2 separate regions of the Gossypium hirsutum genome follow, and region 2 is linked to region 1. Evidence: chromatin contacts called from public Hi-C data. All regions are on one chromosome and are shown on one strand. The core of a region is the stretch at or near the end of the contact, and the rest is flanking DNA. Distances in the headings are between cores, read along the strand shown. Region 1 has its middle 5.6 kb from the start of LOC107896207. Region 2 has its middle 7.4 kb from the start of LOC107897926.

Region 1 (3,632 bases), core at 341-2,840:
TTTAAATTAATAAAGATAAATTTACACTTTGACCCCCTAAAAATTATAAAGTTATAGATATTAAAATGATTAAATTATATTTTTATTATTGTAAAAATATATAATTTAATTTTACTCCTTTAAAAAATTTTTATGATTTCGCTTTTATTGAGAATCCATACAAACTAATTAAAAAATTGATTAAATCAACTAAAAATCGATTGAATCAATTGTTGAATCGAATTTTTAATTTTTAATAATTTTTTAATTGAATTAGTGAAATCAATAAATTAGTGATACGATGAATTCTACCTCCAATAATTTAAAAAACAATGTAAAGAACGGACAAAAAAAGGAAACCACCTTGGTTTTCTCTTATTTTGGTGGCACCCAGATTACACGAGATGGGTGGACATGGGTCCAGAAAACTGCTTCAAGTTTGAAATCGCGAAAGGGGAAAGGGGAAAGGGAGGGGCAACCCACATCCCCACTTGAATCCACAAAACTGTAAAAATAAATTGTTTTATAGCTGTGAGAAGCATATGGGACCTGTATTAATTATGATATCAACCTTTACATCCCTGGGATTTCATTATCTTATTACCTGTCAGATTCTCACCCAAAGCCAAAAAGAGATCAAATTTCCCTGTGATGTAAGCGGCGGGGAATCTAGTCATCATTTCATCATCAGATATCCTAGTTATATCTTGACTCAATAAATGATGCTTTTTGTTTTATACAAATGTAAATCTGATATGCTAACATTTGTAACTGTAGTTTCATAGTTCCAAGGTGGGCTCTCTCATGTCAGTGAAAAACTTTGATGCACTTTCCTTATTTGCCATTATAATTTAGAAGGTCGTGACAAATGACATGCCCCATGTCCATGAACCAACCACGTGGGATGTTTGATGATAATTGTTTGGTCCTTTTGCTTTCTGGATAGGATAAGGATGGATTAATGCAAGTTTTTCTCTTTTGTTTGCTATATAGGTCCTAGTTCTAAGTTCTTACAAAACAAGAAAATGTGTAGACGATGAGTTGGCAAGGAATTCAACTATATTGTTTGTCTCTTTGTGGAGAAACTGGATTTTTAAGGTATCTATCTATATTATTTTCTTTAATATTAATAATCTTCTTATCCTATATAATGGGTTAATTATTAGAAGAAGTGAGCTCAGATGATGTTGAAACCTGCAAAATGATTTTTTTTTAATAGCAATATGAAAAAATAAATGTAGAATTTGTAATTGTTGAAGTTGGAAATAAATTTATGGAATATCATTTCATTAAGAGTAGTTGTATTTGGTTATAATTGCAAAACGAAGAAGATGATATTGCATTGCTTGTCTTGTTAGGCTTCTCTTAGTTTGATTGTATATTTCTTATTGGGATTGCAATTTGATCCTCGGCGGCTAAGCTGATTGCGTATATTAGAATTTTGAGTGTTTGAGCAAAGATCAACTCGCCTTCTCATGAATTATATGGAGGATTGCTACTTTCTTTTTATGGATGATTGGTACAATAATTGTTGTTACTGTTGTTTATCCTTAATTAACATTTAAAATATAGCAAATAAATGATTATTTCTTAATTTAAGTTAGAAAAGTCTGCCACTAATATAGCCAATTAATCGCTTTTTCAGTTTATATTTTGTTCAGCTCTTTTGGGTCCTAACTCTTAAATTTGAAATGTCTTCTGGGATACAAAACCAATTCATTTCTATTAGTTTATGTCACTTACCCAAAAGAATTATGCATGTAAAAACAATCTAATTTTAGTTTAAAGCTTTAGGATTTGGTGTCTTAAATCCTTTTTTTAGATTTATTATGAATTTAAAAATTATATTTTAATAAAATTAAAAAAATCAACGTTTACATAATCAAATTAGTGGTTGAACTGATTAGTCCCACTAATTCGACTGGTATGTCCATTTGATTAAATAAATTATTAAAAAATTATCAACATAAATAAATAAAAATCAGTTCAACTATTCCGTACCAATTTTCAAGTCAATCAATCTTATGCCTTTTTCTAAGCTAGTATCTCAATCGGTTCTCAATCCAACCAGCCTCACTAGCAAGTCCAATTTGATTCAAACAATCATGAAAAAAAACACTTCATAGTAATATTTGTTTTTTTTTAAAGATTGATTTGCAAATCTTTTTCTAATTGAGCTGGGTTCGATTAACTTATAACATTAACTCAAGACTTAATAATAATATAGTTAGATGTCAATTAAGTCTTAGCTTAGTTGGCGTCGACATTATTACCAATACAAGAGGATGTAAATTCAAGTGCGCTCAAACACCTTTTATCTTATCTGTAAAAATAAATATTTCATATTTAATTAATTGACACACAAAAATGTTTTTATTTTTAAAAGAGCACAAAATTACATCAATGCAGTCCATCATGGGAGTATAACTTTACAAATATATCATAATTACACAATAATTATAAATATGTATGTAGGGACAAAGTTAAACTTTTTTTTTACTAGATTAAGTTGTATATTTTTATGATAGTAAAAGTGTAATTTTATCATTTTAATAGTTTATATCTTTATAGTTTTTAAAAGATTAATTAAAAATTTATCATTTTGGGGGTAAATTGCAACTTTACCATTTCTATTTTAAAATTTTATAAATTATAAAAAAGTTAAAAAGAAGAAAATTTTCTTTTCAGGGGGGCCGAGGCCCTACCAACTCCTGAATCCACCCCTACATATACGACACTTTCTTTTTTATTCGCAAAATATATGGAACTTTTAACATACATAAATATGACAAGAAAAGACAGCATAACTAAAAAATACAATGACTTGAGACTTAGTCCAATTGGTATAATAACTTTTACAACAATAAGAATGACATTGGTTCAAACATATTTAAGCATGTTTTTCTTCGATTTAAGGATTTGGGTCTATAACTAGAAATAGACATCGTAAAAAGCAACTAAACAAATACTTACGCAGTTATTACCAAAATAAATCATCATAAGTACTAGATTTAATAAGTAACTCATATTAACTCATATATAATTTACATGATTGTAACTCAAACATGTGACCTCAATTTTACTATTAAGGAAAGGCTTTATTCTCTACAAATTTTAAAAAACATATTTTTAATTGTTAGGACATCTCTGATTAAAGGTTGAACTCTAGTTAATTTAGAGTATTAAACTATAAATCATTCCTTAAACTTCCTGACAATATATTATAGGGTAGTTTAGTTCCAAAGTGTTATAAAATAAGATAGGCTGCCAAGAGGAGATTGATTTAACAAAATTGATTTGAACCACAATTTTCTTATTCAAGCTTCTTCGCTTTTGATTAATTTCATTTCCAAATATTTATTTTGATTTAATGATTAAAAATAGTGTAAAATTTATTACTTTTAATATAATAAAGCTAATTTCTTATCGTTTAGCTTACATTATACAACAGCTTTGTAAAGAGTTTTTCATTCATCAAATTAGCACATAAGAACGGAAGGAAAGGGCAACTTAGAAAAAATGTTCTTTTAACAAGTTTGTGTCACAGGTCGCAGTTCAAAGCCCATGACCATTGTATAAAATACATCCCATGAGGTCTATCGGTTAGATGGAGATTATTTGACTCACGAAAACTGACCCGATTCAAAGAACTA
Region 2 (3,609 bases), core at 516-3,015, 150 kb before region 1:
AACCATAACAAGCTTTAGATATTTATAGCAATATTGATTCATATGAAATATAATCTTTTCTTCATTTACAATCTCAATATGATATCCATTATAATAGATATCTTTTAAAACTAATGCATTAACCATCACAAAGTTTTTGCTTTTTAGACATTGATATATTAGCTCTTCTGGAATAATATTTGTTTGTTTCAGTACCAAATAAGATAAATATTTTCTATCTGTAATGATAGAATTCATTACTACATTCTCATATCCTTCCTCAAAGAATATTAACAGAAACAAAATATTTGGACATACGCCACATACGTGGCCAATAATCTTTCATATCACATTGATAATATAAGTTATATTTACCCTTTGAAGAGTTATATTGAGAACTCTCATTGTTTTCTTATTTATTACTATGTTCCCACTTTTAGTGGTTCATGATTATTTTTTTTTCTTTATGTTTGCATTCACTTTGGATGATGCAACAAATCTAGTAGGACAGACTTCTAAACGCCTTCATTGATTCTTTATTACATAATCACCATCGCAAACATGCGTGAATTTCAAATCAAAATCTATCTATTCATGTTGTCATGATTAGTCTCCAATTATAATAAACATGATATAATAAATAAATCATAGTAAAATATCCCTGAAGATCTTTAACATCATTGTCATCACCCATGTAAGGATTATATAAATTTCCTTGGATAATGATTACCCATCGTGCGCAGGCCTCAATTGAATATTGAAATTGCAATAGCTCTAGAAGGCAATCGACAACAACTTGAACAACAGCTTTGGAGTGATTGTATTATAAAATAAAAAAGAATCGTACTATAACGTGTTATAAATAAATAGACAGAAAGTAAAAAACAAAAGAGAATAGGAGAGCAAAGAGAGTGTATTTTATCGATCAATACAAAGCTTCTTCAAAGTCTATATTTATAGACATAAGAAGTATAAATGAAATAAAACTTTACTTATAATGACTATTAAAATTTAAAGTATATCAAAATTTATCTAAATTTTGATGGAGATTCACTTAATAATAAAATATTTATAGCATAAATTTGATTTTGAATTACTTTTATTTACTAAAACTGTAAATTGGTGCCAAGTTGGACAGTGTTTGTACAATTAATTTTTGATTTTATCAGATTAATATTTACCTAATGAAGGAAAATGTATTTCATTTACATTAAATAGTTGAATTCAGATCAGTTAAAGATTCAAAGAAATGAAAATAAAATTGTGGGTTGATCCACATGCATGCATTTAAGAGTCACCACTGACTAGACAGACGTCACAGTTTTCGCCCCACTCCCTGAATCCGCACCTTGAAAAGGGAAATAAAATGAATCATTGATGTAACTCTGACTTGGCTTTTTCTTTTTCCATTCCTTTCATCCAGGTTTGAGATTATTTTTAGATTCTTTTTTAAAAATGTGATATGGTTTATTATATATACTATATAGACTGAAGTTGTTGAATATTTATTTTTAAAATCATTTATTAATACAAAGCTCCAAGGCAACTTTTTTTTTCTTTTCAAAGCTATAAAACCGCGACATTCTGAAGCTAGGAATTGGTTACCCACACAAAGAAGAGTTATTCCCGGTTTGATAAAAGCTTTTTTGAACCATTCTCATGGCCTCAAAACATGCATCATCATGGAAGTCCAAGTCAGAAGGGCGTAGATGCCTATGTGCCCCAACCTCACACCCGGGATCCTTCAGGTGTAGCCTGCATAGGAATTTCAACAGGCTGCCGCCTGGTCGCACCAAGCTGGTTCGTGTGCCACCCACCCACTGGAAAATACCCAAAGCAAATCTCATCAACCCTTTTCTAATCCAAATCCTTAGACCATCCACCCATGACATGCAAAGGAGGAGAAATTTCCAGCCCAAGCCTTCCAGGTTTTGTTTATTGAATGCCAACACAGACGCCATTGGGGTTGATGTCTCTTAACAATAATATATATTATATTATATTGTTGGTTTAGTTGCAAGATTTTGCCCTTTGCTATCTTTTTCATTCTTAGAATCTTTTGAGGTTACATGTATGTGTATAGGAGCGAATTGTATGTATATAAAGCTATCTATGGCAGTGAAAGGCAGAGGAAATTTAAGGTTTCTATATATTTCTATTTGAAGTTTTTTTTCCCCCTTCTTGGCCATGTTCATTCACGATAGTATATACCATTAAGCCAGAGTTTTAGAAATTACAGGCAAAGTGACATAAGATTCGAGTTTCTTTTGCTATATATTTGATGATTTGATTCCTTTTGTTCTTTATATCTTTGTTTTATAAAAATAAAACGATATTGCATGATCAAGGAATGGAATATATTTTATAGAACATAGTGATAGCTAAAATTATTAAATTTCAAGATAATATATTTATTACCATTAAGATTAAAAAGCGATTTTAAAAATATATATAATATTTATTTTAGACAAAAAAGAATATATCAACTCCTTTAATAAAGCTAAACAGGGCTTGTTTTGAAAAGCAGATTATTTACCCCAAACCTGAGATGTTTCACGCAAATTTTTAATAACCTTTCTGTTTAGTTTGGCAGCTATGGATGTGGATGCAAAAAGAGGAAAGTGAGTACAGTTGATGGGTTGATGTGCTGATTTTGTATTTTTCATTCTTATAATTTATATTCTTTTGTTTATTTATTTAGATTTGTAAAGAAATAATTTTTTTATCAATTTTGTTGAAAATTCCAAATTCCGAATAATAAGGGTGCATTTTGAAACTATAGTATAATTGGGTAAAAGTCATTCTTATAATTACAAAGAATTTTATTTTTTTTAGCATGTCATGTTTGATGGTATAAAATAATTATATAATTATATAATTTTAAATTTTAAATAAAATATTAATTATTATAAAAATTATAATAATACTTAAAAAATAGTATGCACTTTACTAGGCCAAAATGTATAGAAATTGTCCCTCATAAATAAAATTGTGAGATTGTTTAAACAAAATTCATAAAATAACACATAATCATATTTGAAAAAATAAAATATATATCTTAAAATTAAAACACTATTATTATTGTATAAATTTTAAAACTTGGAAAAACAAGTTAATTAGAATTAAATTCAATTACAAGCAATCACAACTTTGCAAATAAAGAGATCAAACCCTAGATCTCAATGACGGTAAACTTGAAACCCACATCATTAAGCTAGTGATGTGATTGATGTTGTAACAAGGTACCACATTTGTTGCCGGAGCAACTATGATCAAATCACAGTTCAATTATAACATTAAACATTTAAATATAAGTATATTAGGTATATAAAATGATAAGTATTAATTTCCGGGTATTATACGAGCTTACGAAAACTCTATAGCTAACTCGAGGTTGAACTAGGGCCTATTTATAATGTTTTCAAAGTTTGGAGTTGACATCGCAACGTTGGAGGTTCCTCTTTGCGACATCACATACTAACTTGGCCTCATCGCAACAATCATTATTCGACGTCGTGGCATGACATAAGGACTTGATCTCGTCATGACGACCAAAACTCGTTACGACATGACATACTGTTTCTAAATAATACCAATTTAACATGAAGCTGCAAGCACCAAATCATCCCA

What was found. A called contact is a pair of places that touch in the nucleus more often than the background predicts.
Region 2: a Hi-C map of seedling shows a contact between it and region 1, with 1.9 times the contacts expected there. The contact joins two enhancer-like sites. A contact is called at or near these places in 7 of 34 Hi-C or Micro-C datasets (fibers, hypocotyl, leaf and 1 more).

The regions. Positions count from the first base shown.
Region 1 is chrD08:24,836,534-24,840,165 of Gossypium_hirsutum_v2.1, reverse strand. No RefSeq gene overlaps it. Among protein-coding and RNA genes, the nearest start is that of LOC107896207, 5.6 kb to the left of the region's middle. Within about 2 kb of position 1,590, at least 6 of the 9 cell types and tissues checked have an H3K27ac peak or open chromatin away from gene starts, as enhancers often do. A contact at or near this core is called in hypocotyl, where this site is marked.
Region 2 is chrD08:24,990,912-24,994,520 of Gossypium_hirsutum_v2.1, reverse strand. No RefSeq gene overlaps it. Among protein-coding and RNA genes, the nearest start is that of LOC107897926, 7.4 kb to the left of the region's middle. Within about 2 kb of position 1,765, at least 8 of the 9 cell types and tissues checked have an H3K27ac peak or open chromatin away from gene starts, as enhancers often do. A contact at or near this core is called in hypocotyl, where this site is marked.